2 separate regions of the Salvelinus alpinus genome follow, and region 2 is linked to region 1. Evidence: chromatin contacts called from public Hi-C data. All regions are on one chromosome and are shown on one strand. Each heading gives the region's core, a stretch centred on a gene start, on an enhancer-like site or on the middle of the called end of the contact. The rest is flanking DNA. Distances are from core to core; before and after follow the strand shown.

Region 1 (5,261 bases), core at 726-3,225:
CAAACTGACACATTTTCATTTTTGTAAAAAATAACTTTATATCAAAGGAGTGCATTTGATTTGATGGCCTGCACATGCGCAGTTCGATGCGAGGCGACCGTTAGACATGATGACGTGTTTCTACCCATGAGCTTAGCTAGCCAACGTCGCCATGACATCACCTACAAGTGTGATTGGGGATTTCTACTGGAGAAGCAGTTTTAGCCTATCTTCATACTGTACTGTCTTTGACGCTATCAGGCTTCTGGGACCAATAAGAACGGGCAGAATGTCTTTGCATTCTAAAAATCGTCGGGGAGGGAGGCAAATCCAGACTCATCGTGGAGAAGCGTCACTTGGCCGTAGCGATGTGGAAGCGTAGCCAGGCAAATGTTCCACCATATTTCTTATACCAGTCATGTCCTTTCAAATCAGTGAGGGGAAGTAAACCAGTGCACACTTTGGAAGGAAAGAGAGATAATTGGGACATAGACTATTTCTCAACTAACTTTAATTGGTCCTGATATGGGGCACTGTTGACATCTGTGGGATTGAACACACACACACACACACACTCAGACACACACACACACAACAGTCAACTCTGTTGTTCTATTATATACTATTTATTCAACTGTGCGACCAAGACACTACTACCCACTTTATATTTCTATACAGTCTATTATTACGATGCATACTACCGCTTCTATTACTTGTTCTTTTTTCCTTGACTCTTTTTATTGTTATTATTGACTGATGTACTGCATTGTTAAAGATCTAGCACATAAGCATTTCACTGCACCTTTCCCACCTGCCGTAAACTGTGTATGTGACAAATTACATTGATTTGATTTTAATTTGATTGAGGAGAGTATTGTTGGTACATTTTGTGCTGAAGTTGTGTGCTGCTTATCCCTGGAGCAACACTGAACCCTGGTGCTCAGTTTGCAAACCTCAATCATTATGTCAAAGATCTAGCCTCACCATACATTTCCAGACTAGGAAGACTTAGGCTACTATAAAGAAATTCCCTTATTATTTTACATATTCAAAGTTCACACAGTCATGTTGTCATTGAACTTTTCCTTCATAAAATGATTATCAACTATACTATACGCAGCTTAATGTATGTTACTAAAGATGGTGTGTTATTGCATATTACAATCTAGTGTCTAGATATTCAAACTGCATGTTTCCTCACCCAACTACCCACCCATCCCTTGTCTCATGAATAAAAACTACTACAGTTTGTAATTGTTTCACACAATCATCATCCACATGATGTTTTCACACCTCATGCTTCAGGACAATGTAATTAAAGTGTAGGCCCTACTAATGCAATACTGTGTGACAATTGGTTGCTTCTTTTAAGGTGTTTAGGCTACCTTATGATCTTTGCTGATACGTTTTTGATTGAAATCTGATCACATCTGAAATTCTGCATCTGAAATTCTGCATGCATAATATCTAGGCAAGAATAGTTATTTGGTTTGAATCCATTTTGAAATGACGGCATTTTAACATAAATACATAGTGGTACATAGTCTCATAACAGAGAGTATTTGACATTCATCACATGCATAGACGTGTGATGGTGATGGGTTGCCCACTAGGCCTACAGATACACTTGCATAATAATTTTTTTCAGTACATGTGTTCATCCGGGTCCTGCGTAACTAATCATGACGCGGGAAGGCGGCACACATTTTTATCAACAACATCCAAAATAAGATCGATATTCAGACTATGGTGTTTAAAGTAAGCTGTAAATAACTTGTTAAACATAAAATATTGTGTTGTGTCGATATTTACCGTGTATAAATGATGCCTGTGGAAAAACACAAGATAGGAGTAAGCACACTACAGAAACGTGAGCGAGCAAACGTTACATAACTGGTGACATTGACCAATCAGATTCGTTCATTCTTATCCGCGTATCTCTTTGGGTGGAGTCGTTGTCAAAGAAAGTTAATTTCAACAGGGAACATTTTCTTTGAATATGGGAATACATTCAAGTGATAGTGGAAGACAGTTTCATTTCTCATTAAAACGCTCTACCTACTGTACTTTAGTTCACTCGCTCGCGCTTACTGAACCAGCGCTCTTCTTCCTTATCTGGAAAATAGCTAGATACGACAACGCAATTATAAATTTTTCGAGCTTCTAGGCTAGTCAACAGGTCGAACATCGTTTTTAACAGGTTAATAAAAAATAAAAAATAATAACATTACATTATAAAACCATCTAGGCGACAGAACCGAAACGTAGTTTGGGCATGCAAGGGCTATTGTTTTAGCTCCTACGCGTTTTGTTTTGACATCAGCGCTATAACCAACGGTTCGAGTCGTGGACATAACTAGAAGAGACAGCAGGTGAAATGGTCGGCAACACGATCCACTGGTTCAGGAAGGGACTGCGGCTCCACGACAACCCCTCTCTAAAGGAGTCTATCCGGGGAGCGGACACCCTTCGCTATGTTTACATCCTAGACCCCTGGTTTGCAGGGTCCTCCAACGTGGGAATCAGCAGGTGGAGGTAGGGGTCCTAATAGTAGAATGCACAAGGTGCAATTTCATAATTGGGTAGTGCATCATCAGTTCCTCTTGTCATACCTTAGAGAGATATTTATAACTTGTCAGAAAGGTCCAGAGCAACTAGCCCATGTCAGCTAATGTTTTTTTAATTTACTATTTTTGTTTAACTGCAACATTTTATTTGCACCCCATGACAATATTTATAGAATTGCAGGAAATACGCTTTAAGCTTGCAAAATTCTCTCCACCAATGAGGGGTGTGAACAGTTTCCCATAGAAAGCGTTTGGGAACCTCTGTATTAGAGGACGTGTTTTAATTGAGTGGCTCGTATTGCACTCACCCAACACAGATTTGTTTACCGCAGAGGTAGGTCACACAGGTCCCTGCTTTTTGCATTGCCACATTTGTGAATTTGCCTAGGGGCTCTGATGGATCCATCATGGTTTCCTTTTCGATAGATTATGACCTCGTGGGCATGCCAGACGCCACTTATGCACATTTGGTCAATAGGTTAAGGAAAACCAAATCTGGGTTATCATAACACCAGAAGGAGGAATCCTAGTGCTGTAGGTGGTTATGAATGACAGTGTGTGTGTATGTGTGTGGTGTACCGCTTAGGCAGGAAAGTAGGGCTTTCCTAGCACCACACTTATGCACACAGTTATAGTAAATATTGACTGTCAATTACAAGTACATTACAAGTACATCTGTGTGCCACACAGGAAACAAGGGCATTCCAGGGCACCAAGGACTGTTGATTACTGATTTACCTTGGATTCCCTCCCTTTCATTTAGATCACATACTATGCTGCTTTAGTTTGGCCACTTATAAGAATGTTCATTTAAAGCATAACCTCCTGTTTAGAGCAAGAGAAGGGGAGAATGACCTGACTGCATTACCCATGTCGAAAACATCCCTGTACGCAGGGTATTCTCAGTAGTTTCTTTTACCATCGAGAGAGTAGGCCTACATTTCAGCAGGGTTTAAGAACATGCATAGCAGTAAGGATTATGTAAGTCCCCCTCCCCATCCTGGCTGAGTGCGGGCAGGCATTGGAAATGGGGCACTGTGTCATTGGGGTGGTTATGACATTCTGCTCTCCAGTCCTCGCAGCTTTGACCTACATTCAACCCACTGCTCAACCCCACTTCCTCCTGAGAACTAGCCTCCTCTTATAGTAGCTGCCCTATTAGCCGGTGATTGAGCCAGGCAGCTCACATAGCTTTACCAGCCAGAATAGAATGGCATAGGCTGTCCTAGCTATAAGAAATAACACTTATCCTCTGGGACCAGCACCAGCCTGCTGGAATATATATAGGCCTAGTCAATATAAAGTTCCCAGTGTGTGTAGTCTGCTCCAGGTGAGTGGCACAACTGAGTCTCAGACGGGATTTAGCCTACCCAGCAATGTTCACTTTGTGGTCACTGTGCATTACCCTGCTGTTCAAGCATATGCATGATGATGACATTGCTTGCAGGGCCGCTAGTCATCATATGTTGCATAATAGGTTACATCACCTTTTCAGAGATCATATTGTAAACCCTGCTGCTTGTGATAAACGCTCTACCAAACCTGTTCCATTCAAGTTCCAAGTACAGCATTCACTGTGTGAATGGAGGAACGCAACACAAAACGAGGACACCATTCTCAGATAAGGGTTTGGATGAAGTGATGCCTCCTTAAAGGGACAGTCCAGTCACCCAACACAGAACACAATGTTCAGACAGTCACCCTCTCTTGACTTGGTTGATATCCAAGTTGTCATAACAAATTACACCTAGTTAATGGAGTAATTTATTGGCTACATGATACAATGATGACTCATGTCATGTTTGCTTCAGCAGGAGTCAATATTATTTTGTGGTCAACACTTCCCATGTAGTTTGAGGATCATATGACAGCAGAATGAGAAGGTCTAAGGTTGGTAGAGGATCAATCAAGCAGTCCTTCCCCATTGTCCAGGCTTATCACTTATGCTAGTGTACCCACTACCTCGGCAGAGAATGACTGTTCACGTTAGCCAGAGATGTTCTATAATGTTGATACAGGCTTTGTGTTCGCTTACTCAGAAATGTGAGGCATTACAGTTTAAAATCTCCACATTCTAATGAGGGCTTGTAGTTCCACTAGCCATGCTTTGCCAGTTGATGGAGCCATCTATCGTTTTGTTCAACTGTGGACTTTGCTGTGAGCCGAGAGCGCCCTCCTGTTGTCATGTAAATACTACAAGGCTGGGATGGTACAGAGACCTTATTGTTCTACATGACTTACTCACAGCGTAGTATGTTCCATTCAGTCAGACAGATCTTCCACTCAATGTTTCCACTAGGTGTTTTAAATGATAGGCTACCAGCAGAGGAGTTGGCCTATGTAAAATTTAGAGTGCTTTAATAATCTGGTGGTGAAGAACATGTTTTCTCAATAGAATCTCCCTGAATAATGCTCTCTGCACTGAGAGAAGCAGCTGACATTCCCACGATTGCAATTCCTTTCCACTAGCCTTCTTTTTGATTCAATCTCCATTTTACATTCACTTCAAATGCTTTGTTGCAATGATGTAAAGCCCTTTGATATGGTGCAACTCTACTTACCACATGTATTTGAGCCACGGCTCACATGATGGATGTATGGATCATATGTTCACTTGTGCCTAATGAGAGCTGGAACATCCATCATGTGACCTTGGGATAATGACTAAACTAAATACCATAAAACATAATAAAAATAGGCGACAGGTTTTTTGTG
Region 2 (5,261 bases), core at 1,357-3,856, 130 kb before region 1:
TCTGTCTGCGCATCGTATGGTTGTGTCTACAGAGGAGCAGCTGAAAGGAACGGCAAGAGATTTTGAAAAAGTCAAGGCAGCTGCAGACACATTTGTTCAGTGGGCCAACAGAAAGTTATAGAAACGGGATGATTAAACAGAGCTGGAGTTAGAGACCACTCTGCCAACGAAAAGGGCCAGAAAGAAGAAAACCATGCCTGGAGAGATGGCACAAGATGAGACTTGGGCAGAGAGTGCATACAGGATTGGTGTCCATAATCAAATTCTGGATACAGTTATAGATGGCATCCATCGGCAATTTCTGAGTAATGGCACTTTGTATGCCAACATGGCTCTTCAGGACCCTAAACACTTTAGTCAGATAACATCCAGTGGCCTTCCACAGACAGCCCTTCAAGAACTAAGAAAATGTTTGATCAAATTTGACAGCAGAGCAATGGTGGCCAATTTACAGAGTGAGCTCATGAGTCTGGCAGAACAGTGGACTAGGTTAAAGCAATCGGGATTTGAAGAATACACAACCAGGACTATGGAGGATCATGGACCTGAAGGAAATAAAGACGAGGTGGAGATGGGGAACAAGAGCTGTTCATCTTGCAAGGACTGTCCAGTGTGTTGCTACCGTATTCTTAGTCAGTACAATCTATTGACCGACGCATACCACATCCTGGGCCTTGCTTACAAGATCCTACTTACCCTGTCAGTAACCCAGGTAGCTTGCGAGCGGAGCCCCTCTACTCTGAAATTCATCAAGAGTAGGCTCAGAAGCACTCTATCTCAACAGCACCTGGAGGCTTTTATGCTCATGGCTACTGAGCGAGATGTTTTAATGGCCCTGGACAGAGACCTGGTTATAGATGGCACTGCTGAGAGAAGTGAGCTGCTGCAGAAATTACTAATTTAACGAGGTAGGAAATATGTTTATTTTAATTTTATTCTATGACTTGCCTACTCACCAGTCCTTTCACCAACAAATTTCTTCCTGTATTATTTATTTTACAGGTCAGATGTTTCCATATATCCTTGCCACCTTGCTGCCAGTGCCATTGTGCCAATACGTGCTTCTTCCAGCCAGCCTCCCTCTAGAGCAACACATACCCCTTGTTCTATTTTACATCTATTTTACTAAAGTCATTGTTATAAATATTGTTCAGCAATCTTGTTTTTCATAAAGTGTGGCGTGGGTTGTGTGGATGGTTGTGTATCGCTGGGGGGGTTTTGGTGGGCCGGTCTGAGTCAAAAAGTCCAGGGCCATTTTTCATTCCCAGTTCATCCCTGGGGACAGCCGAAGAACCCTTTAAGGTTCTAGATAGCATCTTTTTTTCTAAGAGTGTAGAAACACTGGCTTTTAGGCAGGTTTTTTTTTGTTGAATAATGATGATTAATTATGAAACTATGAAAAATATGAATAACATTCCACCATGAGACCGGTAGGTCATTTGACTGCAGGGAAGGGCTCCAACACTTTGTGAGATGTACAGAATCAGTATCTGAATCAATCATTTATTCAATCAATCATTTATTGTGTGACATTCAGACACTTTGAGAAATCAGAATCGGGATCAAACGATAACGTCATTATCTTTGGTTCTTTAGGGAGATAAAATGGCTGCACAAATGGAAATAATAAGTTATTATCGGCTATGAAAAGCCAACTGACATTTATTCCTGATTATTATTTGACCATGCTTGTCATTTATGAACATTTTGAACATGTTCTGTTATAATCTCCACCCGGCACAGCCAGAAGAGGACTGGCCACCCCTCATAGCCTGGTTCCTCTCTAGGTTTCTTCCTAGGTTTTGGCCTTTCTAGGGAGTTTTTCCTAGCCACCGTGCTTCTACACCTGCATTGCTTGCTGTTTGGGGTTTTAGGCTGGGTTTCTGTACAGCACTTCGAGATATTAGCTGATGTACGAAGGGCTATATAAAATAAACTTGATTGATTGATTGGTTTCAATAAATTATCAGTTGATAAATAAGGATTTAGCACATAGTGTCATAAGACAAAATTGTTTTATTTACCATTTATCTTGATTTCTTGAATCTTCTTTCCAATAAAATATAGAAGATCAACAAGATGTATTATGAGTTATATTCATCAAAGTAGTTGAGAGCATTATATACCTCTGAGTGAAAATGGTGTGTAGTAAAAATAGGTATAACTTTGAGCGGATAGAGGATAAAAAGGGGATATCAAGGAACAAGAATAATACAAATGGAAGTACACGCAAATAAATGTTCACACATCAATGAATCCTACAGAACTTCAAAAACAACACCCACTCCCCTCTCTCCTACAGGTCTCGTCTGACTCAAACACCCCCCTTTCCACCGTATCCTTCCCCTCCTCTCCTCTCCCATTCCCTTGTATGCCTCTCCCACTCACCTGTTTAGTTGTCCGTCTTGTAGTTTCTCCCCCAACTTATCTACCCACAAGTTCTCTCTCAATGGACACACAGCAATTTTATAATCCCATATAGAAGACACTTGTTTTTGTCGGTCGGAAAGAAGTTTCTTCCCTCTCCCCCTCTCTCTCCCACTCTCACCCTCCCTCTCTCTCACTCTCTTTAGAAGAGAGAACAAAATTCTGGAGCTAGCTGTTTTCAAAGAGGGGAACAAAAACCCATGCCTCTCAGGCTGCCAGCGCGTTCTGTGCCAGAGGCATACAGCCTGTGAATGACAAAGAGGGGAGAGGAGAGGCGGAAAGGAGAGGAGGAGGGGAGAGAAACAAGGGGAGAAGGGGCTCGCGCTAGGGGCAGATAGATAGGGCAGACCACCTTTCCCTTCTGTCCTTCCACCCATCTGCCCACACACTGAGAACATGCAAACACACTTTAGCTAATACACACAGTCAGGCCCAGATACTTGGTCAAACACACGGACACACACAAATTCCATAAGGTATAGGGACAAACAGTCACATAACTGTAGACTGAATACACACACACACACACACACACACACACACACACACACACACACACACACACACACACACACACACACACACACACACACACACACACACACACACACACACACACACATCCCACACAAAACACACACATAGCGAGAATAATCTCATTGTTTCAGTTAAATAACTCTGGGTTCTCCCCTCTAGAAGTTCCCCCTGCTTCTTGCCATTGCCTGACCAACAGTTGCTAGCTACACTTCACAGTCCAGTAAATCAAATTGTCCGGCAGGGCTTTAGAAAAGAGGAGACAGAGAGGCATTTGGTTCACGTGATTTCATGCCACATCTGCAACAGCTAATCTGATGGAAATTCATTCCAGTGTCTCACATCAGTTTCCCCATAATACTTTTCCCTGAATTACATCCTTTTGAATATAATTAGTGTGTGTTTAAAGTGTTTGTGTGTGTGTTTAAAGTGTGTGTGTGTGTGTGTGTGAGAGAGAGAGTGTGTGTTCCCGCAAGCAGGGATTCCATTCAGACTCTGAACAAAGCAGTATACTCTTGGTTTAAAATTGTTCCTGGACAGCCGTTTCCATGGATACTCTTCAACAACTCCTCCACCCCTCCACCTTCCTCCGTCCCCTCTACACACACTGGACAATTCAACAAACGCAAGACATGGAATGGCTGTTCAGTCTCAGTAAAGCATAGGCCTTTAGTTCAACACAGTACCTTTCTGTGTCTAAGGTTATAGCAGAGCACAGAGTTGTCGATCTATCATGTCTGAGTTTTGAAGAAGTTTGAAGCAGTGGAGTAGAATAGAATATCATGTAATAGAATCCTTAAATGCCCCATAGGTGAATTTGCATGGCAAAATAAGTAGGCCTACATACATATTGTGGGAGAGGACTAGTTCCTCTTAAAAACCTATCTATCCTGCAAATAGAAAAACACACAGAGGAAACTAACCTGGGGTGTCCTTATAGTCCTGCCGTGTTGTACACATGAGGAGTAATGGTTTTATTTTGATTCATTATGTTGTTTGGCAGGCCAGACACTTGGCTGCTGCTGCTACAGACAGACAGACAGACAGACAGACAGACAGACAGACAGACAGACAGACAGACAGACAGACAGACAGACAGACAGACAGGACAGGACAGGACAGGACAGGACAGGACAGGACAGGACAGACAGGCTGGCAGCCAGCATGGTGGCCTCAATTTGATAATAAATAACATCCAACTACACAATGAATCTAAACAATCTGTCACATAAACAGCCAAGGGAGAAAACACTGTGGAGACGGAAAAGAGTAGAGTTAGGAGTCCATTATGCAGCAGTTCATTGATGCTATAGCACTGTTCCGTAAAGTAGAACCACAGATTCTTGACTAGAGAAGAGAAGAGCGAAGTACAATGACACGCCTGTTTTCTCTGCACTGCTGTTACAATGGCACTGATTCTCTCTTCTCCCTTTTAAACTCCATCTCTCTTCTCTCTGACTGGCTGCCTCTCTCTCTCTCTCTTCTCTATCCTTCTCGAATGCTGACTACTTATCTCTGACCACTTGTATTCTCTCCCTCTAGACACAGAGTTACTTTGCTAATAATATCACAATCCTGTTTGTATACTGCCTTATTTACACTGTGCATTGTATGTTCCCAGCACTGAATCCTGTCTATTGGGCTCCAGCAGTGCTCTGCAGACATTCTAGCCCAGAATCCAAACTGATACACCCCCTTTCGTGGAGTGAGACGGATCATATCACATTGGAGACCAGGCTAAAGGCATTCACATCTAATGATCACAGATGGGTTGAACAGTAGCACAAGACAACGTTGTCAGGATTGTATTCTAAGGCTACATCCCGATTTTCCAAACTTCTCCCAAAGTGTGCACTTGCATGGATTTAAAACCATTGGATTGGCATAAGCATTGGCTGGAGGCAGTTTCCACCACTTTTAAATCCATGACTGGAAGACAGCAAGTGCACACTGAGAGAAGGGTGGAGAATTGGGATGCAGCCAAAAAATCACTCATTCTCTGTAGAACAGCTTGCTAAGTGTGTGGTTGTATCACAGAACCAACTCCCTAGCTGGGATCGAAGACAACCATCCAAACCTTCCACCATGGGGGATCCAGCTAATGACAGAAGACCAGAGGGCAAATCCACAGGTTCCAACAACAACTGGAAAACATTTACTTAGGTTTGAAGGTTTCACAGCAGGAAAAATTGTTGAGATTGTTGTCGAGCCAAGAATTGTACCAGTCGAGAGAGGATTCATATAACTCTTTATATTAATCTTTATAGAGGAAACAGATATTAAGTCACACATTTACATGT

What was found. Hi-C and Micro-C count contacts between places; a contact is called where the count stands out from the background.
Region 2: a contact with region 1 is called in a Hi-C map of red muscle, with 7 times the contacts expected there. The contact joins the promoter of mlc1 here to the promoter of cry1b in region 1. A contact is called at or near these places in 2 of 3 Hi-C or Micro-C datasets (muscle and red muscle).

What each region holds. Positions count from the first base shown.
Region 1 is chr15:46,512,434-46,517,694 of SLU_Salpinus.1, reverse strand. It overlaps cry1b (cryptochrome circadian regulator 1b), which reads left to right and starts at 1,975. Exons shown (of 12, transcript XM_071343783.1): 1 at 1,975-2,514. The coding sequence starts at 2,357. The region is part of intron 1 of LOC139540183 (ankyrin repeat and BTB/POZ domain-containing protein 3-B); the gene reads right to left.
Region 2 is chr15:46,647,337-46,652,597 of SLU_Salpinus.1, reverse strand. mlc1 (modulator of VRAC current 1) reads right to left here and starts at 2,606. Exons shown (of 12, transcript XM_071343790.1): 1 at 2,389-2,606. LOC139540183 (ankyrin repeat and BTB/POZ domain-containing protein 3-B) reads right to left here. Exons shown (of 17, transcript XM_071343788.1): 17 at 5,193-5,261.